Regions from separate parts of the Mus musculus genome. Here all the other regions are linked to region 4. Evidence: chromatin contacts called from public HiCAR-type, HiChIP or PLAC-seq and promoter capture Hi-C data. All regions are on one chromosome and are shown on one strand. The core of a region is the stretch at or near the end of the contact, and the rest is flanking DNA. Distances in the headings are between cores, read along the strand shown.

What was found. Promoter capture Hi-C pulls out the DNA fragments that hold promoters and counts their contacts. HiCAR-type assays count read pairs that join an accessible place to other places. HiChIP or PLAC-seq counts read pairs in DNA pulled down with a chosen protein or histone mark.
Region 1: a contact with region 4 is called in an H3K27ac HiChIP or PLAC-seq map of embryonic stem cells, with 7 times the contacts expected there. The contact joins the promoter of Duox2 here to the promoter of Myef2 in region 4. A contact is called at or near these places in 3 of 39 promoter capture datasets (the 3T3-L1 cell line, hippocampal neurons and pre-B cells), 2 of 115 datasets of contacts at active chromatin or transcription factors (astrocytes and embryonic stem cells) and 1 of 9 other capture datasets (embryonic stem cells).
Region 2: a contact with region 4 is called in an H3K4me3 HiChIP or PLAC-seq map of pro-B cells, with 16 times the contacts expected there. The contact joins the enhancer-like site here to the promoter of Myef2 in region 4. A contact is called at or near these places in 5 of 39 promoter capture datasets (cranial neural crest, hippocampal neurons, liver and 1 more) and 2 of 115 datasets of contacts at active chromatin or transcription factors (astrocytes and pro-B cells).
Region 3: a contact with region 4 is called in an H3K4me3 HiChIP or PLAC-seq map of pro-B cells, with 10 times the contacts expected there. The contact joins the enhancer-like site here to the promoter of Myef2 in region 4. A contact is called at or near these places in 2 of 39 promoter capture datasets (hippocampal neurons and pre-B cells) and 4 of 115 datasets of contacts at active chromatin or transcription factors (astrocytes, embryonic forebrain, large pre-B cells and 1 more).
Region 5: a HiCAR-type map of astrocytes shows a contact between it and region 4, with 11 times the contacts expected there. The contact joins the promoter of Spata5l1 here to the promoter of Myef2 in region 4. A contact is called at or near these places in 7 of 39 promoter capture datasets (cranial neural crest, embryonic stem cells, hippocampal neurons and 3 more) and 3 of 115 datasets of contacts at active chromatin or transcription factors (astrocytes, embryonic forebrain and large pre-B cells).
Region 6: a promoter capture Hi-C map of embryonic stem cells shows a contact between it and region 4, with 11 times the contacts expected there. The contact joins the promoter of 4930417H01Rik here to the promoter of Myef2 in region 4. A contact is called at or near these places in 8 of 39 promoter capture datasets (cranial neural crest, embryonic stem cells, hippocampal neurons and 4 more), 2 of 115 datasets of contacts at active chromatin or transcription factors (extraembryonic endoderm stem cells and forebrain) and 1 of 9 other capture datasets (adipose tissue).

The regions. Positions count from the first base shown.
Region 1 is chr2:122,296,363-122,299,930 of GRCm38.p6, forward strand. Duox2 (dual oxidase 2) reads right to left here and starts at 1,865. Exons shown (of 33, transcript NM_001362755.1): 1 at 1,734-1,865; 2 at 1,361-1,450; 3 at 1,014-1,178; 4 at 320-507; 5 at 1-157. The coding sequence starts at 1,803. Duoxa2 (dual oxidase maturation factor 2) reads left to right here and starts at 2,538. Exons shown (of 6, transcript NM_025777.2): 1 at 2,538-2,825. The coding sequence starts at 2,679.
Region 2 is chr2:122,651,141-122,654,610 of GRCm38.p6, forward strand. No RefSeq gene overlaps it. Among named protein-coding and RNA genes, the nearest start is that of Mir147, 12 kb to the left of the region's middle. Within about 2 kb of position 1,406, at least 165 of the 459 cell types and tissues checked have an H3K27ac peak or open chromatin away from gene starts, as enhancers often do. A contact at or near this core is called in pre-B cells and pro-B cells, where this site is marked.
Region 3 is chr2:122,670,850-122,674,500 of GRCm38.p6, forward strand. No RefSeq gene overlaps it. Among named protein-coding and RNA genes, the nearest start is that of 4930417H01Rik, 30 kb to the right of the region's middle. Within about 2 kb of position 2,187, at least 49 of the 459 cell types and tissues checked have an H3K27ac peak or open chromatin away from gene starts, as enhancers often do. A contact at or near this core is called in pro-B cells, where this site is marked.
Region 4 is chr2:125,121,679-125,125,336 of GRCm38.p6, forward strand. It overlaps Myef2 (myelin basic protein expression factor 2, repressor), which reads right to left and starts at 1,982. Exons shown (of 16, transcript NM_010852.2): 1 at 1,707-1,982. The coding sequence starts at 1,840. It overlaps Gm46759 (a long non-coding RNA gene), which reads left to right and starts at 1,966. Exons shown (of 2, transcript XR_001783448.2): 1 at 1,966-2,416; 2 at 3,111-3,658.
Region 5 is chr2:122,629,367-122,633,020 of GRCm38.p6, forward strand. Spata5l1 (spermatogenesis associated 5-like 1) reads left to right here and starts at 1,259. Exons shown (of 3, transcript NM_001033256.4): 1 at 1,259-2,393; 2 at 3,153-3,338. The coding sequence starts at 1,320.
Region 6 is chr2:122,701,022-122,704,337 of GRCm38.p6, forward strand. 4930417H01Rik (a long non-coding RNA gene) reads left to right here and starts at 1,618. Exons shown (of 5, transcript XR_866691.3): 1 at 1,618-1,963. Slc30a4 (solute carrier family 30 (zinc transporter), member 4) reads right to left here and starts at 1,642. Exons shown (of 7, transcript NM_011774.3): 1 at 1,009-1,642. The coding sequence starts at 1,399.

The sequences.
Region 1 (3,568 bases), core at 615-3,114, 2.8 Mb before region 4:
CCATCCACATGAGCAGAGAGCTCTGGGAGTTCCGCGGGAAAGCAGGGTCAGGCCCAGAAGCCAGCTGTCCTCCAGAGAAGCTCCTCAGAGTGTCACTCCAGGAATGAGAGGAGCCATAGATGGCGCTGCCATCTAGCCAGCCGGTCACCTGGTTGCTCTGCAGGGATGAGCAGAGTCAGGAGGACCAGGCAGGTCCTTGCTGGTAGGGAGAGCCTCACCGTGTCTGGTCTTCCCAGCCAGATCCCAGGCCTCCAGCGGATCCAGCCTCAGACCCCCTTCCCGCCTCTCTGCCCTCCTGCCTTTGGCTGCCTGGCCTCACCTGGTCCCGGGGGTTGCTGGGGCTCTGTCCAGTGTTGTGGTCCCAGCGGCTCCTTTGAAAGGGCAGCACCACGTTCCCGCGCTTGTCAGGGTCGAACACCGGGTCCCCACGTGGGATGTAAATGTTGAGGAACTCTGCGGGGCAGCCTGGTGTTTCCACACTCACCAGGTCTGAGAGCACGTGGTAGCCTGGGTTAAGAGAGCAAAGTGGTAGATAAATCACCAGGTCCCGCTCTCCTTAGGAGAGCCTCTGAATTATCAGGACACAGAGGCCAGAGCACAAGCTTCAACGCTGTCTCTTCAGCTTATCCCCCCCCCCCCGCCAGACTTGATCTTCTAAGATGCAAACAAAACGTAGCATCCCCTTGTGAACATGCCAATATCGTTTCGGGGGTGGGAGGGGGGGAGGCGGATACGATTTGAAAACAAGCTCCCTTCACCTCTGTGTGGCAGTCATGAGAGTCTTGAGGACAGCAGTGGTCAGGGCATAAGTTTCTGAGAGTTCTAGTGGGGACCCAATGTACGTGTTGGTTTGAAGTAAAGTAAGAGAAAGATCCCCGCATCACACCCAAACCCTCAAAGATGATAACAGAAGCACTTCTTGGAAAGTTCTTTTTTCTGCAAGTTGCGGTGGTCCTTTCCCTGGACACTCAGCAAGCTCCAGATCCACCCTGGTTTCCTGTTCCTATACTCACCAAAGAAGACCCCCAGCACTGTGCGGTTGTGGACCGAGGGCAGCCCTGCTTTGCCCTTAGCGACAGCATCGCTTAGCCGGCGAGGGTTGGGCAGTAGCGGCTCTTCCAGAGCCTGATAAACACCGTCAGCATAATTAGCCGGTATTAGGCGACGCAGCCGCGAGCCTGGAGCGCAGAGAGTTGATCTGGATCAACGCTCTGGGTCCCCAAGAAGCCCCACATGCCCCCTCCCATTTCCTACCCCCAGGAATGGATAAGAATGTGGTGAGAATGCAATCCCGCAGGCCGCCCCGGCTCCTCTCCCCACACTCCAACTGCACGCCCTCCCTACAGAGCCCGGGGCTTACCAGCCGCACCGCGCTGGTGGTACTTCAGATTATTAAACCAGCCGTCGTAGCGCTGCACTTCCCAGGGCAGTGAGGGTGCGTCCTGGCCACCTGTGGGAGCAGAAAGCCTCCCACTTAACATTAACCTTCCAGAATGCCCTGAATGACCCGATGGGCTTTAGGCTCCTTCCTCAGCTGGCTAACTCCTGCCAATGAACGCCATCTCCAATCCTTTGGCCGCTGAGCCGAGGCGGTCAGAAGTCTTCCAACTCAATAGCTCAATAAGAGATGGCTCAACCCTTCCAGCTTCCAGGCGCCATCTGCCTTCCCTTCTCTTTCCACACTCCTGTGGGACACTGGCTAGCCCCTTCAGCAAGAGGCCCCTACTACGTACCTGCTGGGCCCAGGGGTCCAGTCAGCAGAGCGCCCAGGAGAACTAGAGTCTTGGGACTTGTTGGAAGCATGCTGTCCTTGATCCCGGCGGTGGGGGGTAGTGTGTCAAGAGCGCACACTCCCACGGCTGGTACTGGGAGAGGAGCAGAGAGGTACTACTCAGGTCCCACATCTTCACGACGCGCTTTCTGGCATTAAGACCGTCTGCCACCCTAACCCTGTCTGATGCTGATCTCAAGCACATTAACACCCTGGTCAGGAGCGCAGCGGGACTGTCTATGGGGTTTGTTCTAAAACCTAGTCCTCTCAGCCCAATTTCCCAAGTACTGCTTCTCCAGGAGGGGGATAGAAAAGGGAGAGAGGCTAATGAACTGAGAGCTAGGGACGCGCAGCCAACCTCATCCTCATCTAGGATGAATTACGTTCAAAGGGGAGAAAGGAGCTAGGAGACCCAACCTCTGGTGTAAGGGATCCGGTCCGGTTCAACAGTCTTCCGTGGTCTTGGAGATTTTGTTTCCTGCTCCGCTCCTGGGAGCAGCTCCGAGAATCTTCACCCTTCCTGGATGCCCGTTCACCCTTCGCTCTTCGTCCTGCCTAGCAGGTGTCGCTCGCGCCACCGCTAGCAGGTGTGAATGTGTGAATCAGAGGTTTGCGGTCGAGTTAAGGACAGGATTTCAGTTATTTGCATGTCTCCGCCCCTTCGTTTGCATGACCTCAACCAGACAGGACCCTGCTACCTGGTTTGGACGCCGCCCCTGCTTGCTGCCCACGCTCCTATAAAAGGAGGGGGTCTGCGTTTCTTTGTGAACACTGCGTGAAGTCGCAGGGCCAGGAAAGAGTTTCGGGAGATCACGCCTCTGCGCTTCTTAGGAGAGCCGCAGGGCTCGGACTTTTTATCACTCATCCCAGCTCGCTGCCTGCGAACAGTTCTCGAACTTCTTGCAGGATGACTGCGTGGGACGGGGTGCTACCCTTTTACCCCCAGCCCAGGCATGCCGCCAGCTTCAGCGTACCGCTGCTCATTGTTATCCTGGTGTTCTTGTCTTTGGCTGCTAGCTTCCTGTTCATCTTGCCTGGAATCCGTGGGCACTCGGTAAGGGGGTATTCAAAGTTCTCCCTAGAGGGATTCTAGAAGAAGCCGATTTCGTGGGGGTAATAGTGCGATATGGAGAGAGTTTCTTGGAGACTCAGGACAGAAGAGACTAAGGAAGATTCTCCGAGGATCAGCAGATGCAAATTTAGAAGTCTGGTGCAGTAAGCGACTCTTCCGAGGAAGAGGTTCCTTGGTCCAGGACATCCCGGGAAGAGACTCCAGCTGGCTTCTTTTGGAAGCTGCAGCAGCAGTGGGAATCAGCCCAGTATATTTGGAATTAAGTCTAGCCTTCGGGTGCGGCCAGCCCCCCCCCCCGTCTCTGGTCTCTGAATGCCTTAGCCCCTCTGTCCTGTGCTTTGAACCATGATCAAGAGAATGGGGACTTCTGTGCTTTTCTTACTGTGTTGAGTTAAAGACTCAAGAGAGTTTCACAGAAGATTCAAACGTGTAGCAAGCAAGAGAAATTTCCAAGCTCCCAGCCTCCAGGTCCTGAACTACATTGTTATAAGTCTGAGAAGACCTTTTCCTGTTGATCTTTGTTGGTTCGGAGGAACTGGCAGGTCTAGAAAAATCCGCAGTCCCTCTCTTTTAATTGACTACCAGGCCCCGGGGCCTCCCTCTTCTGGGAGAGGTGACCCCTGTCTGCCTGGCACTTGTGAACTCACTGAGTCTCACCAAGTAGTGATTGAATTAGAGGCGGAGAGCTGGCGCCAGACAGCTGGGGGTATACAGGTAGTCAGAGA
Region 2 (3,470 bases), core at 156-2,655, 2.5 Mb before region 4:
GCTGCTGGGAAACTGAAGGAGTTTACTGCATGGGATTTTTCACATCAGGAATGAAGTGGGAGAGACTGAAAACGCAGATTATTATCATAAGCCACAAAGGAAGCAGACAAGGAACTTAAGCTAAAGACGGAGATGATACTTCAGTAGAGACATGGCTGTCACAAGCAGAGGTGGCAGGTATGCATTGATAGAGACTTTGAAGACCAAAGATCAATGCCAGCAGTCCACAGGAGAGCCATGATCAGCCAAAGCAATGGCAGAGGAAATGGGTGTGTGTGTGTGTGTGTGTGTGTGTGTGTGAGAGAGAGAGAGAGAGAGAGAGAGAGAGAGAGAGAGAGAGAGAGAGAGAGAGAGAGAGAGAGAATGCATTGGAATGGCCAAGGAAAAATCAGAACTAGACCCCACCTCTAAAGACTCCCCAGCACCATGCAGGGACCAAGGGACATACAGCCACCGAGGGACACTTCCCAACACCACAGCAAAGGTGTGCACCTGAGAAAAGAAGGCTTCTAGGCTGTCATTGGTCTCTTAGCACTCCAATATGTTGAGGCTACAGTGATAGAAACTAAGGTGATCAGGAGAAAGGGGAACTGAGCAAACCAGGAAGAGATCAAGGAGAGACCCTCTATCTCTGTGGCTGGCAGGATTAATATCATCAGCTATGAGTCCTAAAAAGTGCCTAGGGCAGCTTTGGAGGCTGAGCCTTAGAGGGAACATCACCTTGCCCTTACTGGTGAAGACCTACAGGCCTTGCCTGGCTGGCCCTAAGGTCTTTCACACCAGCCTGGAACCTCACCCTGTACTGGTCCTGGGAGACCTCAGGCAGTGGAGGAACTGGTAGTGGGGAAGGATATCCTCTCAGGGTCCCAGCCCCAAGAAAGGCCTGGGCAGGACCTGCTCTATTGCCCTTACACATTGGGCACACTGGGTGTGTCCTCCATAGCCAGAGGGGAGTTGGAAAATTCAGACGCCCATGGTGGTAAGTTTCGGTAGATGATGCTTTGCATAACAAAGATACCTCTCCTATTCCTAAATTCCCTTTGAGGATGGTACCAGGGCTAGCACTTGGGAGATGTGTTTCCTCTCATTGAGAGACTTCTGAGAATCACTTGGCTAAGCCTGAGTTCAGCACTGACTAAGCCCCAGGCACCTTCCGGAGCATACTTTAAACAGCACGTCACCCTTTCTTCCTTTCTGCCAGACCTAAGGCAGGCAGCCCTCGGCAGAGAGCTCTTGCCCACTCTTCCTCTACTGAGAAGTGGGTGCTCTGCCCTTCTCACTGAGACCTGTGACCCTCAGCGCTGGGCTGGGATTGGGAAGTTCAGTGTAGCCAGCTCTGAGTTCTCCCCTCACACCAAACTTCCTGCTTCTCTGGATTTGAGTCACCGCCTGCCTCGGAGCTCACCGCAGGCTTGTTCTGGTCTTGAGGGCAGGATGTTCTCTACAGCTTCAACCCCATGATAGGAGGAAACAGCTGTCCCTGCCGCAAGTCTCGGTCACAGGAAGGAAAGGTGAGTGCACCGAAGCAGAGGCAAGGGTCACAGTTCACAGCTGTCCTCAACGTTCACTTCTAAGATCCTCATTTTCTTTCCTTTCCTACACACCTCCTCTTTATTACAGAGGACCCAGAACACGGAATGTGATTAATGGTGAACACTTGTGAAGTTTTCATACTGCAGCCAACCTCTGCCATCTGTAATCACAAGATCTTCAGATAGCTTCGGACTCAGTGGATATTTAAACAACAGACACAGGCCACGTGTAAGTGATCAATTGACAGCACAGACTAGGTCTTCACAGAGCTTTGGCCTCAGAGTGGAAGAAATACTTTCCCAATAGCACACAGAAAGTTAGTTATAAGGCTATGGGAGGAAAGAGACAGGACCAAACACACAGACAGCAGGTGCCACTGGGCCCAAAGCAGGCGTCCACCCCCTACCCCTTCACCCCACCCTCACCCCATCCCCCACCCCCACCACAGCCGGTCTGAACAGTGGTTCGGAGGGGGCTCCTCTCTCAGCAGACAACTCAGTGTTGAGAACGACGTGAACATCAAGATAAACTAGCTTGAGATCATATTATACGCAACCCAGTTCTCAAAAACAAGTCAGAGTACGAAGCCACTATAGAGTCATAGGGAAACAGAAGTATATCTGTTCAGCTTTGCTGAGTGCAGTCTGGCAGCCTGTGTACAGGGCCACGGTACCCTGATGGCCCACTGTGGGAAATATTCCCAACAAAGACACAGTGGTGTTGGGAGCAATGTGCTTTTAAGGAGAAGAACATGAAGGAAAACCACCTGATATTAAAATATGAACGAAGAATCTACGGCTGTGTGAAGTGTACCCATTAAAAATGGCAAGGATGTGTGGCATCCTGCAGGTGAGGGGTAACCAGATAGCAGAGGCCAGGCCAGGAAATGCTAGGGCATAGCTTATGTTCACTAACATATGGAAAACTGCAAGTTTAGAGCTGTATAGGGTAGAGACTGTAATGTGTAAATATACTTTTATGCTCACAACTAATTTTTGGAGTAATTCCAAGTGTGTAAAAGTTATAAAAAGAACTTTCACACTCCCCACTAGATTTCCACCATAAATGTTTTACACCATTTTTCTTATAATTTTCTGTCATTATCTATCTATCTATCTACCTATCATATCTATCATCATCTATCTATCTATCTACCTATCATATCTATCTATCATCATCTATCTATCTATCTACCTATCATATCTATCATCATCTATCTACCTATCATATCTATCTATCTATATCTATCTATCATCATCTATCTCTATCTATCTATCTATCTATCTATCTATCTATCTATCTATCTATCTTCCTGTCTACCTGCCTACCTATCTTCCTGTCTACCTATGTGTAAGTGTAGCATATGTATATATATTCATGCACATATGAGTGTATTACTAAGGGAGCATGCATATATGTGAGTACAGGTGGAGTTCAGAGATCAGTATTGGGTGTCTTCATCAATTGCTCTCCACTTCATTTTTGAGACTGGGTCTGTCTGTGAGCCTGCCTGGATGCTGCCATGTTTCCTGCTATGATGATAATGAACTGAACCTCTGAACCTGTAAGCCAGCCCCAATTAAATGTCTCTTCTAAGAGTAGCTTCAGTCATGGTTCACAGCAGTAAAACACAAATTAAGACAGAAGTTGGTACCAGGGTTGGGATATTGCTGTGATAGGCCTGACCATGCTAGTTTGGAAGAATGTGGATTTTGAGATTTGGAAAGCAGTGGAATGTTTTAAATGGGACTTAATGTTTTAAATGGGGCTTAATGGGCCATCCTAGTAGGAACATGGAAGACATTGGTGCTCAGGGTGTGTAGACCTGGCCCAAGAGGTTTTAGTGGGAAAGAATTTCAGCATGTGGCCCAGAGACTATTTTTGTGGTATTTTGGTGAAGAATGTGACTGCTTTTTGCCTTGTCTAAAGAGTCTACC
Region 3 (3,651 bases), core at 937-3,436, 2.5 Mb before region 4:
AACCATCACAGTTCGTAATCTCCCTACTGTCTCAGAGCAATGCCTGAGCGGGCTAGTATATGCTTCTTTAATCATTACAGAAACTTGAGTGTTTTCCTCTGAAATGCCTGATGGTGACTTCCCTTCACACATACTGCCTTCTCAATGTATAGCCTTTGCTTATTTACTGTTTTCATTATGGATCAGCATTTATATGGAAGCCAGCTTTATGTTAATATTTAATACATGTATTTCCAGAGGCCTGACATGATATATAGGTTTTCTTCAGTGTGTCTCAGCAAAAGTTTTCATGCATCGTCTAGCTAATCTTGTTTGTTTGGTTTTTCGAGACAGGGTTTCTCTGGGTATTCCTAGCTGTTCTGGAACTCACTCTGTAGACCAGGCTGGCCTTGAACTAAGGGACCCACCAGCCTCTGCCCCCTGAGTGCTAGAATTAAATGCCTGCACCATCACCACCACCTGTCTGCTTGATTTTTGAGACAGATTATATAGTCCTAGGTGGCCTGGGACTTGCTGTATAGATCAGGCTGATATGGAACTCACAGTGATCAGCCTGCCTCTGAAGAGCCCCTGACCTCAGTGCTGAGGTGAAAGGTAAGTGCTACTACATCCAACTATTTAATCTCCCATTCTGCCAAAACATGTCCCACTACAGAATCTGCTATAAATCAATGTTTATCATTTATCAGGGATTCATTGACATTCCTTAGCAGAATTCATTAAGTGAGACATCTTGGTGTCATTTTACTGTGTTCTGTTTATTGAACAGAACCTTCTCCATGGGGATTTCTGATGTAGTCATTTTGTTTTACTGGCTTATATCCTGTACTATGTCTTTATCAGAAAGTCACTTTACTTTGCTCTGTTAAAAGCATTAAGATCCTCTTGCTTTCCCTAGCATTAATTGATGCCAAGATGGATTGGTACCAGGGGGCCTGTTTCCCGGGGCACAGTTACAAGAGTAGATGGTGCCTAGCCAGGGAAACACAGAACCTCCACAGATCCACAGTCTTTGCACAGCTAATGGAGCAGCTGTGGGCTGCGAGTGTGAGTAATAGAAGGGATGGATACTAGCGGTTATTAACCATGTGGTTGGTGCCGGCCACACTACATATTCCCTTGGGTAGTGTTCAGCAGCTGCTGTGCAAATGCTGGAAACTGAGGTAGCCCAAGTTACCACAGAGCCTGATCCAAGGTCTAGGCAGCCATAGCTGCTGCTCTTGCTCTCTTGCTCGACCCTTCCTTTTTTCTTTCTCTCTCTCTCTCTCTCTCTCTCTCTCTCTCTCTCTCTCTCTCTCTCTCTCTCTCTCTCTCTCTCTTTCTCTCTGTCTCTCTCCCTCCCTCCCTCCTTCCCCCCTCCCTTCCTCCCTCCCTCCCCCCCTCTCTCTTTCTTTCTTTCTTTTTTCTTTTTTTTACATTTATGTATTTATTTCTGGGTCGGGGCACCCATGCACATGCTGCGGTGTACTTGTGGAGGGTGGATGGGTATCAGAGAACATCTTAGAAGAGTCTGTGTCTCCTTCCACCAGGTAGGTTTTGGGAGTGAATGGAGGTGCTCAGGTTTGGTGGCCTTTATCTGCTTTATGCCTTTATCCGCGGAGCCACCTCCCCAGGCTCCTTCCCTCTGATATTCATGCACTGTGTCTCTTTTCTTTCTGGCTGTGCCTTTCTCATTATTATTAATTGCTTTCAAAATTTAAGCTAGATGAAATGCAAGGGCACTGTTTTCTCCAAAGGTGGGATGTCTGAGTGCCTGAGGATGCCCATAAAGAGCAGAAGGTGATCTGGGAGCTGCAGGTCCCCCTTGTTGTTTTTTGTCTGTTTTGGTTTTTTGGTGGCTGTGAGAATGAGCAGGGCAGCCGTGGATGCAGAAGGCTCCACACTAACTCGTAGCTAGTTGTGCACTAACTTGTAGCTAGTTGTGCACTAACTCGTAGCTAGTTGTGCCTAATGGAAAGTCTCAGCCATCTGCTCCTGCTTCCTGGGAAATTTCCCCAGGAAGGGCTGAATTTTACAAGCTGTGCTAGTTACTTTCCTACTGCGGAACACAGCTGCTGAAAGAAGGGCGGGCGGGCTTACCTGGGCTTAGCATTTTAGAGTTCAAGATGGCAGGGTAAAGGCAGCAGGCAGCAGGAGCTGGAAGCTGAGAGCTGGGGGCCCACATCTTGAACCACAAACAGGAAACAGAGGGAGCAAATTTTGAAACCTCAAAGCCCAACACCAGTGATGTACTTCTTCCAGAAAGGCCACACCCTCTACATCTTCCCAAACAGCACAACCCACCGAGAACCAAGTATTCAAACACCTCACAGGCTGAGCATTGGAGGGAAGCACAGGGCTTTGGAGGGCACTGCAGGAACCAGGCGAGGCAAGGGCTCCCCATAAGAGCTCAGAGAAGTGAGGTGAGAGGAGAAGCAGGAAAGGGTATAGGCGCAGAACCAGTGTGGTGTCAGGAGCCAAGTCCCCAGAGGCAGAGTGGGCAGATCGATCCTTTTGGGACTTGGGGAGCAAGCCTGAGAAGGCTCTGGAGGTGCTGATATGGAAGGCCACAGACGGCAAAGCAGCTGAGCAGCGGTGTGTGTCTGTGCGTGCTGTCCTGTGTGGTAGGGAGAGAATGGGCAGTTACCCTTTGGGAGAAGTGACTTAAGAAGCAGCTAACACAAGTGTATACAGTGGGGGCTGACTTGAGATATTGCTCTCTCTCTCTTCCTCTCTCTCTCCCTTTCTCTCTCTCTGTGTGTGTCTGTTTCTCTGTGTGTGTGTGTGTTTGTTTTATATTGTCTTGATGTTTGAATCATAGGAGACTTCAATAAAGAAAACAAAAATCTACTCAAAGAACTCTAAGGGCTTTGTCAGTTGGAAGGGCATTGGAGACCTCATGGGGATATTTTGAATAAACCGAGGCAGATAAATTAGGATTAAAAGGGGTTACAGGGGAAGAAGGGTGGAATCCAGAGACGAACTCAGGGCACGTGGCTTGCTTTGTTCTTTGAGCTTACACATGGGAGAAAAAAGAGGCTAGATCCTATAGTAATATTGAATTTTAATTAAGTTTAGTTTAACAGCAGAAGTAGCCATCACACCAGGCCACAGAGTCCTGGAGCATGCTGGTTACTCCCATGAGCTGGCGTCAGGGAGAGAATCCCATGCTTGTCTACAATCTGGATTCATTGACTTATCGCTCGTTGAGCAAAGATGGAGTCGCTGGGCTGAAATATTGATCTTGTTCTTAAGGTGCTTGTAGCCAAATGGACTCTGCATAGGCTATGGATAAGCTTGGTGTTGAAGTCTGCCAAGAAATAGGAGGAAGGATCCAGTGTGACTGAGAAGTGGAGCAGTTTAGGTGAATAGATAAGTGGGCATGGGTGGAGGTCTGAGGTAACCTAGCAAACATGAGGTGCATAGATGGGGGGATGGGGTGCAGGTGTTGGTGAGGGGAGAAAGAGGAGACAACTGGATGGGGCGTGGCGACCACCCAGTGCAGGAGACTAGACTAACAGAGCTCCCAGAACTCACATTCTGTCTGTCACACGTGATGTGACAGAGATATCTCTAGTCAGTGCTCACCCCAGAGAACAGCTATTTTCAGGCTATGACTCTGGGTGTGGGTGTATTGAACTGAGAGATTGCTTAAGAATTTTAGGTCCTTCT
Region 4 (3,658 bases), core at 732-3,231:
ACCCCACAGCTAGAGTCCAGATACTCTAGCCCTTTCCCAAAACACAGTGTGTGCATGGGACGTAGCACAATCTCACACACACTTCACTCTCTGCCTTACTTATAATACCTAAAACAACGCGTGTATCATGTATGCTTACTTTCCATATAGATACAATGTGGGTATTTCCAATTCACCATTAACTCCATGAATACAGAATCCAAAGACACAGAGGGTGACTATATTGTTACAGTCACTCCACTTTTTTTTTCTATTTTTAATAGCAAATCTCTGAAAAAGCCCAAGATCTGACAGGCATAAGAGATAGGCTTTCCTTGCTTTCTGATTTCTCGGTGGTTGATGCATGCACACTCTCCATCCATGAGCAAACTGCACTGACTTTCAAGCCCTGCAAATCTGATACCTGCAAAATTCTGTTCTGCTCACACGATGCTTCCTGTTCAAAAGTCACCAGGTGGGTAGGGAGACGAATGTCCATATTTAAGGTATTCCTAGCCAATTCAAAGGTAACACAACAGGCTCTGTCTAATGGAACGCTCTTAAAGTGCCTCTCCACATATATCATATATCATTTCAAAAATGAATATAGGCATCAGGAAAACAGCAAACACTGAACTTCTAAAGCTCAGGATAGGCCCCAGGGAACTGGGGTAATTCCTCTTAAATACGTTGTCAGTGGTTAAGAAAAAATATACAATGATGTCACCCTAAGAGCGAGACTGTCATAGAGAAGCTGAGGAGCACTACCCCATCTAGTTTGCAACCAATTCAATTCAGCCGGTTTCAACAGACTGGTCCAAATCACTGCCTCAAGTATTTCCACACAAAAGCCAGAAAGACATTTTCCCTTTTCTGACTTCATGTCAGAAAGCATGTGTTCACTGCTTTCTACCGTGGCAGGATGGAGAGGTGGAGGGTGTTTTAACAAATTACTGGCATTATTTTCAACTTCAGTTTTTACAGAATAAGCCATAGGAAAATAAATGTTTGCCTTCACATAGCCCCACGTGACAAGGACAGCCGAGCACAATCTGCCCCTATCCTACTGCCTTACAACTTAAGATCTTATGGATTAACGTCGACTAAATTCTCTACAGACACAGATGACAGATCCAACCTTCAGCCCTCGGGTTTTCTTCTACAAAAAAAGCACTGCATTCGGTGGAGGGGGGGTGTCATTTTGTGGCCTAGCGCCTGCCTGGAGACTGCACGAGGCCCTGGGTTGCGTTCCCAGTTTTGCCAAATTCAGATTTATATTTCAGTAATTTAATTATATCGTAAGTGAATTATAGTAAAATGAAGGCCACTACACACTGAGTTTGTGTTTTTAAAAAAATGAATAAATAAACCAGCCTGCACGGCCCACAACCATCACCGGGTGGGTGGAGGAGACCAAGTCCTCCTTTTTCGAAAGCCAATCAAGAGGAACACAATGGGTTCGGTGAGCTCTAACACTTTGGAAGCCACCACCGCACACGCGGCCCTCACCGGGGCTCGGAACCGGGCCGGGAGGGGAAAGGACCGATGATGTCATCCCTGGGTCCTCCCCGAGGATGAGGCTAGCCTCGGGCCTTTTAAAGGGGACCGTTTTTCCGCGCGCCCGAGGCCGGGGCCGCCAGCACCGCACCTGCTCCCGCCCCGGGGCCGCCCGCGCCTCCCGCCCTGCCCGGCCGCCCTCCCGCCCGGCCGCCCGGGGGAGACAATACATTTTAACGCCGTTGGCGCTGCTGCGCGGCGGTTTCTCGGGCTCGCCGGGGTGCGTGTCTCGCCGCGGCTCAGCCGGTTGCTGCTGCGAGCCGTCGTCACCCGCGGCCGCCTCGGACTTGTCGGCATCGGCCATCCCGCCGCGGGCTCCGCCTCGGCCGCGATGAGGGCTCCGAGCGCTACAATGGCGGCGGCCGGAGAAGCGGTAACGGATCGCGATTTGAAAAGGCCCCGAGCGCTCGGCGGCCGGGATCTCGCGAGAGCGGACGAGGCCCCGCGACTTGGGGAGTGAGTGGGGGCGGGGCTCCGGCGCGGCCACCTGCGGAGGGAGCGCGGGCTGCCTGGGGGGGCAGAGATGGGGGTCCTCGGGGACGGGGCCTTTGGATGAGAGGACTATGGCAGCTCCATCTCTGCGGGTGGATGCTCTACGAACCCGCCAGCGAGCACCGGTAGCTGAGGACAAGTTGACCACTTTCTTTGAGGGCTGAAGATTTTTGTAGACCTTAGCAATCAGCTAAGAGGTCGAAGTTTTTACATTCTCGGGGCAGCTATCGATTTGGACAGTCCATCATTTTCTTAAGAAAACCTGTACAAGGGGGCTGGAGGAGTTCAGCAGTTAGGATGACTTGCTGCTCTTGCCAAGGACCTGGGTTCGGTTCCCAGCACCCACATACAGGAGCTCCAACGACCTCTTCTGACTCCATAGGCGCTGGTATGTCTGTGGTGCACAGATATACATGCAGGCAAACCACACGCACACATGGAAAAAACAAATTGTTTTAAAAGAAGTCTTATACAAGACTAGCTACAAATGCATATTTTGGTTTGGATTATAGATTTTACCCCTAAATACTAAAGATTCATAAACCTGAGTGTCATGATTACACTTCACACTAAAATGGCCTTTTTCAGTTGAAAAAAAAAGCTAAGACCTCCTCAAATGTTTCCTTCTTTAAAAAAAAAGTGAACAGCATAAGGCAGACACAGTTTATTAGAGATGAGAGTCATCTACAAAATTCTGAGTTTGGCGTTCTACCCACATAGTGTCCTAAACACAACAGATACTTTTGTGTTTCTGTACTGTCACCCCTGGGGCCTAATGGTTGCAGTTAGCAGACAGGTGCTGGAATCTGGCAGAGAAAATTAGGCTTTCTCCTCGGCTGAGGCATTTCAGTTCTCCACTTCTCTTCAGGTAAAGACAGCAGTTCCTTCCCTGCAAGGTAGAGATTTAAAGAAAACACTTCATCTAGGGCCAAGTGCTACAGTATCGCAGTCTATCTCTTAAGGCTCCCATGGGGTTTCAATCAAGGAGAAACCAGATTAACCCACCCCACCCCACCTCAACCCTAGATTTCAAAGTATTCACTATTCCATGTATTCTTTTGTTACCATTGAATTTCTCCAAGGAACTCCATCTGACAGTCCTGGACTAGTAGATTCCTGCAAAAACCTTTTTCACATTTCAACACTTTTCAAGAGTTCATCGTGACCAAACCATAATAGAAGGTTCGGAAGGGACACTAGAGCTCTGCTGGAGGAGGACTTTGGGAAACAGCACTATTCAAGAGCTGTAATCGAGCTAAAAGCACAATTTAATTAAACACACACATGAGACTTACCCATACTCCAGAGTATGCCAATTTAAATATCCCATTAAAAGAGCTATTCTTAATGACTGAGCTTTGGGGGGCAGTGTCTTGGAATTTCCAACCCCAATAAGCCTATCTTAAAAAAAAAAAAAAAAACCACGTAATCCAGTTATTATAAGTATAAGATATAAGCCTAGATTGGGCAGATCTAACACTATACTAACATTCCCCAGCTATAAGACCCCTTGCTACTTGTGGTTTCTCCTGGCCACGTGGTTCTGCTCCAACATGGCTATTGTCCTCACTGTCTTCCTTCCTCCTCTCGTCCTCCCTCTTCCCTACTTGTGCCCATTCTCAGAGATCTC
Region 5 (3,654 bases), core at 9-2,508, 2.5 Mb before region 4:
TTTCTTTCTTTCTTTCTTTCTTTCTTTCTTTCTTTCTTTCTTTCTTTCTTTCTTTCTTTCTTTCTTTCTTTCTTTCTCTCTCTCTCTCTCTCTCTCTCTCTCTCTCTCTCTCTCTCTTTCTTTCTTTCTTTCTTTCTTTCTTTCGATACCTTTCTCCATTCTGTAGTTTAGGCTTGCCTAGACCTCACTAAGTAGCCCAGGTAGAACTATAAATTGTTCTAATCCTTATTTAGTCTCCCAAATGTTGTGATATAGGTATGAACCATCACAGCAAGCTTAGAATGGTTTCCTGCAAGATTGTAAGTATGATGAATTCAGATGTATGGATGACTGAAACAATACAATGAAAATGGTCTGACTCAGAGGAGCAGGATGGGTTAAGGCTGCCTGGGAAAGATAATCTATAGTTTTACTGAGAATGTGTGAATGAGTTGAGGGCCCAGAAACACAATCCCTTCCTGATATTTGTGACACAAGGAGGGGAGTGGCTGTTTTAGTGGGGATGCTGTATATTTCTTGGCCAAGGTCAGAGAACTTTATAGTTTGGCCCTGAACGGGATCAGCCTCTTTATGCAACACGAAAAAACATGTACTGTCCTCCACACCATATCCCCACTAACTTAGCCTCTACCCCTGTTTTAAATCAGTGCTGAAATCTGAAAGGTTAAGTTCACTCTAATTGCCTCAGTGGGCATCAGTTATGACTCTCAGCTGTACCTTTCATGCGACCATGGTCAAAATATGCAGAGAAAAACCTCTTAAGATCACCCTATTAAACTTCCGTTTCCTGGTCAGTTCTTTACCACAGCTATCCACACGCACGCTAGCTTTCACACACATCCCTTTACATATTGAAGATGGTTATTATGTCTTATTATTAATGTCTTCTTTCCCATTTCTAGACGCTCCAAGTCTTTGGAACGAGGATAAAAGATCTTTCATAAGATGCGAGTATCATGATTAATTTGGCGGGTATTTTATTTACACCTTGTTTATATCTGTAAGCACGTTACACCTTGTCAGCAGTTTGGGTTTTCTTTTTTTCCTTAAGAAATCTTTTTACTTCACAAAATGAAAACTCTTATGGCCTAATGGAGCAGCCGTATGTCTGTCAGATGCCAGCGGAGACCTTTTCATTGAGGCTCTTGGACCGACTACCGGGCGTCTGATGTTTATGGAGAGCCAGGCTTTTCTCACTTTCCCAGAAGTCCTTTCGACCGTCAATCAGAGGCTTGTTCCTTCTTGGCGCATGCGCGCCGCCTGCATCCGGCAGCCGGGTGGATTGCTGCCGGGCTTTCCCCGGCGTGGTTCCCCGAGTCATGGCTCCGGACTCGGGGCCCTTCCCCGACGGACAACTTTTGAAGCTGCTGCCGGTGGATCCCCGGGACCGGGACACCCAGCGCTGCCGCCTGGGGCCGGCCGCCTTCCGCAGCTTGGGTGCGCGCCTGGGCTCGCCGCTGAGGATCTCGTTGCCCGCCGGCGGCTGCTGCCTCTGCACGGCCTGGCCGCGGCGCGACAGGGTGGATGGCTTTGTGCAGCTGGACCCGCAGTGCGCTAGCCCCGGGGCCCGGGTGGCCACGGGGAGGATAGGTATGGACTGCTTGCAACCCGTGCCCTGTCCGCCCCTGCGGCGCCTAGAGGTGTGGCCGGTGCTGCGGCCCCAGGCGGGAGCCCCGAGTTCCGCCGCGGTGCTGGAGGTAGTGCACGAGCTGCTGCGCAACCGGCCTGTGTCTCGGGGACACGTGGTGACCACCCCGCCGGGTGTCCCCGGCCCTGTCGCAGCTCTGCACGTGATGGGCGGGACACCGGACCCAGAGCCCGGCGGGTGGGTCACACCGCATACCCGCATCACGCTCAGTGACAAGCCTCCGCCACAGGTCGAGCCTCCCGGGGAGGTGACCCTTGGGGGTCTGTCGGAGACCGCCGACTCCCTACGGGAGCTGCTCCGCCTGCCGCTGCGCTACCCGCTCGCCCTAGCCGCGCTGGGGCTGGCTGTGCCCCGCGGGGTGCTCCTGGCGGGCCCCCCGGGAGTGGGCAAGACCCAGTTAGTGCGGGCCGTGGCGCGCGAGACTGGCGCCGAGCTGCTGGCGGTGAGCGCCCCGGCGTTGCAGGGCTCCCGGCCCGGGGAGACCGAGGAGAACGTGCGGCGCATCTTCCAACGAGCCCAGGAGCTGGCCAGCCGCGGACCCAGCCTCCTCTTCCTGGACGAAGTGGATGCCCTGTGTCCCCGGAGAGGCGGCCCGCACCGAGCTCCCGAGAGCCGAGTGGTGGCCCAGGTGTTGACGCTGCTGGACGGCATCCACAGGGACAGGGAGTTTGTGGTTGTGGGAGCCACCAACCGGCCAGACGAGTTAGACCCAGCGCTTCGCAGGCCGGGCAGGTTTGACAGAGAGGTAAAGTTCCTGAAAGCTCGCCTTTTTGGAATGTTGGGTCAGGCAGGAGTTGTAGATCACTTGTCACATGCAAGCTAGAACCTGGGTTCAAATCGTTCTGGGAAGCAGGATGGTCATTTGCTTTGTTGAAGTAACTAATCCTGATGCATGCATATTAAACTGAAATAGCCTTTGGAATGAGAACTTAGTCACAGTAAGAGAAGGCAGGGAAGGTGAATAAAAACAGGCATAAGCCCTTAAATGTATTCAAATGTCAGGATACCAGCTTCCTGTTCTACGTTGTCAGGGCTGGCTTTTTTAGCGTCTTTGGTACTCAAGTGATTTTTTTTTAATTTCTAAGCAATTATTAGTAATTAAATAATAATTAAAATTTGTGGTAGGATTCTCTTAAGACTTTGGAGGACCTGAATGGATTTCTTCCTTGAACCATCTATTAAAGGGCCCTGCTTCCAAAGAACAAGGACCTAGATTATCTAGTCTGCTATTTGATCCCAGATTGTCAGAACTTGGTGTGTTCTTAAAAAACAACGAAGACTTCTTCAGTGAAATACAGAGTTTTCATTGTGGAGATTCTAGCCACTGTTGTTCCACTGGACAGTTATCATTTTCTTGTATTCATAATCCAAGGTGTGCTTAGAAGTTCATGATACAAGTTCCACAAGGGTTTGCTGAATGACTGTACATACTGGTGAGGGTGCTTTTAAAGGAAGATTTTAAGTTGTCTACTTCTAATTTCTCTATTTTTTGCTTTGCCTGTAGGTTGTCATTGGAACTCCCACCCTTAAACAAAGAGAAGCAATTCTGCAAGTGATTACTTCAAAGATGCCCATCTCCAGTCATATTGATTTAGGTCTCCTGGCAGAAATGACGGTTGGCTATGTTGGTGCTGACCTGACAGCACTCTGTAGGGAGGCTGCCATGTGTGCCCTTCTCAAGAATGAGAAGGTAGGAAGTGTTCACCTGTCACTTTCAGATGAATGTAATGGTAATCTTTCAGATTAATATGACAGATCAATGTGGGGTTAGAATAGGTGCTACATACATTCATTCCTTGGCATGGCTGCTAGGCTCCACAGCTGTTTCGGGCGTGTGTGTGTGTGTGTGTGTGTGTGTGTGAGAGAGAGAGAGAGAGAGAGAGAGAGAGAGAGAGAGAGAGAGAGAGAGAGAGAGAAACAAAAACTGAGACCTTGCCTGATAAAGACCATCTTACTTCTAGAAGAGATTAAGACACCATAATAAAAAGCATGTGTGTGATTTTGTC
Region 6 (3,316 bases), core at 368-2,867, 2.4 Mb before region 4:
TAACTCTTCCTCAGCGTTCGCCATTCACAGACTTGTTCTGCTCATCAATCTCTCAACGAGTCAGGATAACAACTACTTAAATACAGCATCAAATTTGTATTTTGTAGTCAAAATGATTTCCAAAGGCTTTAAAGTACAGAAGGACATATATGTAGGTTATATGCAAATAACTGCTTCGCTTTACGTAAGGGATCTTTACATAAGGCGTCACTGGATGAGGCAACCTGAGATTCAGGTTCTAGAGAGGACTCCTGGAAGCAACCCACCTTGGATATCAAAGGACGACTATAAACTAATGCGACAGTAAAAATAAGGTCTAAAGCAAGAACCTTAGAGTGAGAAATTATCTGAAATCAGTTAAAAAAGGAGAAAAAAAAAAACCCTAGCTTCTGCAGCTGCCGGGGAGACCTCTAGCAAACTGTAGATACTCCTTTTAATAATGAACTTTTAATTAGTTGGCTGTATAGAGTTTTGTAAAGCCCTTGGCTATAAGCTCAAAAGGAAGCGGCATAAATAAGCATCAAATAACCAAAATGTAGACAGAGAGGAAAGTCTGGTACTGTGGATGGCTCTCTCTTTTCCCAATAAGATTCCTCATAATCTAATCCCTTCAGAACTTCTGTGTGAGAAAACAGAATGGTGTTCAGTAACATCCCTTAGTACTATAAAATTCTGATTCTAATCCATGTCAGAATTATTTTAGACGTTGAAAGATAAACCTGGCATTTTATCAGAATCTGTAAAAGGAGAAGTTACATGATATACAGTCAAGATAACACCCTAAACCCTACAGTAAAAGGCACTGTTTATGGGAGTTACAAGATATACCTGCAAGCTCTCAGTGGGCGCTCACGGGAACCGCACTTTGGAATCCCGTGTCCCTTTCCTATGGACCCACGAAAGTCTAGATACTCAGCAAACTTCCTGAAAACAAAGTTTCCACCTCAACTCCGGCGTAGCTAACAGCTGGACAAAGTCAAAGGCAAGCGAGTCGGCGACACAACTCACCTACAAGCTCTCCGATCATGAAAAGCAAGTAGAGGACGGCAGCGATGGTCAGCCTGGTCTTCACCTTCCTCTGCTTCAGCAACTCGCGTCGCTTGCTGCAGTTGTCACAGGGGTCCATTTTCAAACTCAGCTGACTGTTGGTTAAAGGTAAGTCCTGGTCCAATAAGGAGTCATCGTCGGCCTGGAGGGCCGGGTGCGCCCCGTTCACAGGCCTTTCCGGGGCTTCCGAGTCATCGTCGGCCACCACGACTCGAAGTTTATTAAAGCGCGAAAGCCCCTCGTCGCTCACCTCGTCCGAGAAGTCGAAGGCGCTGGTGTCATTTAAGAACAGCGGCGTGTCGTCTTTCCTCAGCAGGGATTTGAGGCGCTTCCACGCGCCGGGGCCGGCCATGGCAGCGGAGGGGCGGCCGGCGACTCCGCCTTCACCGGCGCTCGGGCTCCTCAGGGCAGCGCGGCGCGTCCCTGCCCATCGTGAGGAGAACGAGACCCCGCTCCTGTCGCCGCGCCCCGGCCGCGCGCCAGCTCCGGACTCGGCGGTGCTCGGCTACCTGCGGGCCGACGCCGCCGCGCATCCCCGCCCGGAGCTCGCGCTACTGCGACCCGGGCCAGGGACCGAGGCCGAGCCCCAGCCACTGCACCCGCCCGCCCCGTGCCGCTGGGAGGCCGGCCGCGGGGTCTGACAGGCCCGGCCTCCTCCGGCCCCTGAACGAGGCGGCGCGTGCGCCCGCGAGGCGCGAGGGGAGGGGTCGGCGCGGGCACGCAGGCCGCCGCTTGGGGGCGCGCCGAGGGGGCGTGGTCGCGCGTCGCCCCCTGCCCCCGCCCTCCCGGCCCCGCCTCTCGGGCTCTGAGGTCTTGTGCGCTCTGAGCCCCCGGGTGTGCCGCGGGAAGGTCCCCCCGGAGCTGGGTGTCACTGCTCTGAATTCCCTCCACTGGAGATGGGTCTCGGGAATCTCAGGTCCGATCTTGGTTATGGATGGTCCGTGGAAAATGTCCTTTAGTGCTTTCTTACCAAGTGGGAATCCTGGTAGCTTTTCTTCTACCCAATCGGCAAAAAATTGCCGATTATCTTGGTCAAAAGGCTAGGACAAGACTAGGATGGTCAGTAGTTCTATGGCTTGCTTTAAAGTTTCCTGTTTCTCAGCAAATATGTGTCTTCCTTCTGTGTTCACTGCTACGCTCCTTGGGCACAATTGTGTGAGCTTACTTTCCCTATGTTTCATCACATTCTCAAATGTCCTCAAGAAGCAAGATTAAAGGCAACACTGTTGGTAGAATTCATTTTAAAGTGTAAATCCTTGGCTTCCACCTTTCTTTCCTTTTGAGATCCTTAGGATCTAATCCAGGGGCTCATGCAAGTTAGACACGGGGCTACACCTGCATCTTGCCTGTGGTGTCCTGCAAGCTCCTACTTCCCCAGGGTTTACAAAGACAATATTTTAAAAAGTTTTTATATCTTACCAAAATTTCAGGTCACAAAAATACAATGAAAAAAATCACACGAGGCAATTTTAACGATTCTGTTGACACCTTAGAATCCGGTGCGAAAAGAAAGCCCTGGCTACTTCTGTATTCCAGAGTGATCCCTCAGTCCTAAGTTTTCCCCCAGAGCTGCAGTCATGAAAGCAAATTAGACCCTCCATGGTCCCGAGATCAGGAAGGGAAGGCTATTGCCTAGAATTTCATCAATCAGGACACGATGGTAATAGCCAAAGGGAGACAGCTTACGAGCCATTACATTCCTCGGCTCCAAATATCTTAGGAGTAGATTGTTCTGTTGTTTTTAATGTCCCATTTAACTGCCTACAATGTTTCAGGAGTGTCATCGGAGTCTCTTAAATGCAGCCTCAAGGTAGGAGGGATGTGAATGTTTCAAGAATAGTTGAAATAAAAGGATGGGTTGTTTGGGGACATTTCCAGCGCGCTGTGCTGAGGAGGACTGCCTTTGTGCGTTCTGTTCTTTCACTCGTGTCTCACTGGATTCTCGAGAAAGTGATGAGACGACAAAGCCATATTTTAAGCTCTGTCCATAAATTCTGTGATGACCCCACTCTTCAGGAGGTAAATTCCCTTACCTTTGCTTGTGGACAGCACTTAGTAATGGCCTATGACCTGTAATGAACAGTCTGTGGCAGAAGTGACTGTGACTTACAGACTAGGTCATAAAAGGTGCTGCAGCTGTTTCTTTATCCTCACTCTTAGATCTCTTGCACTGTGAGGAGACAGCTACCACATCATGCTAAACTTATCCAGCACCGTGGGAAGGTCTGTGAGAAGGAGCTTAGCCCACCAACTGCCATGTGAGTGAGCC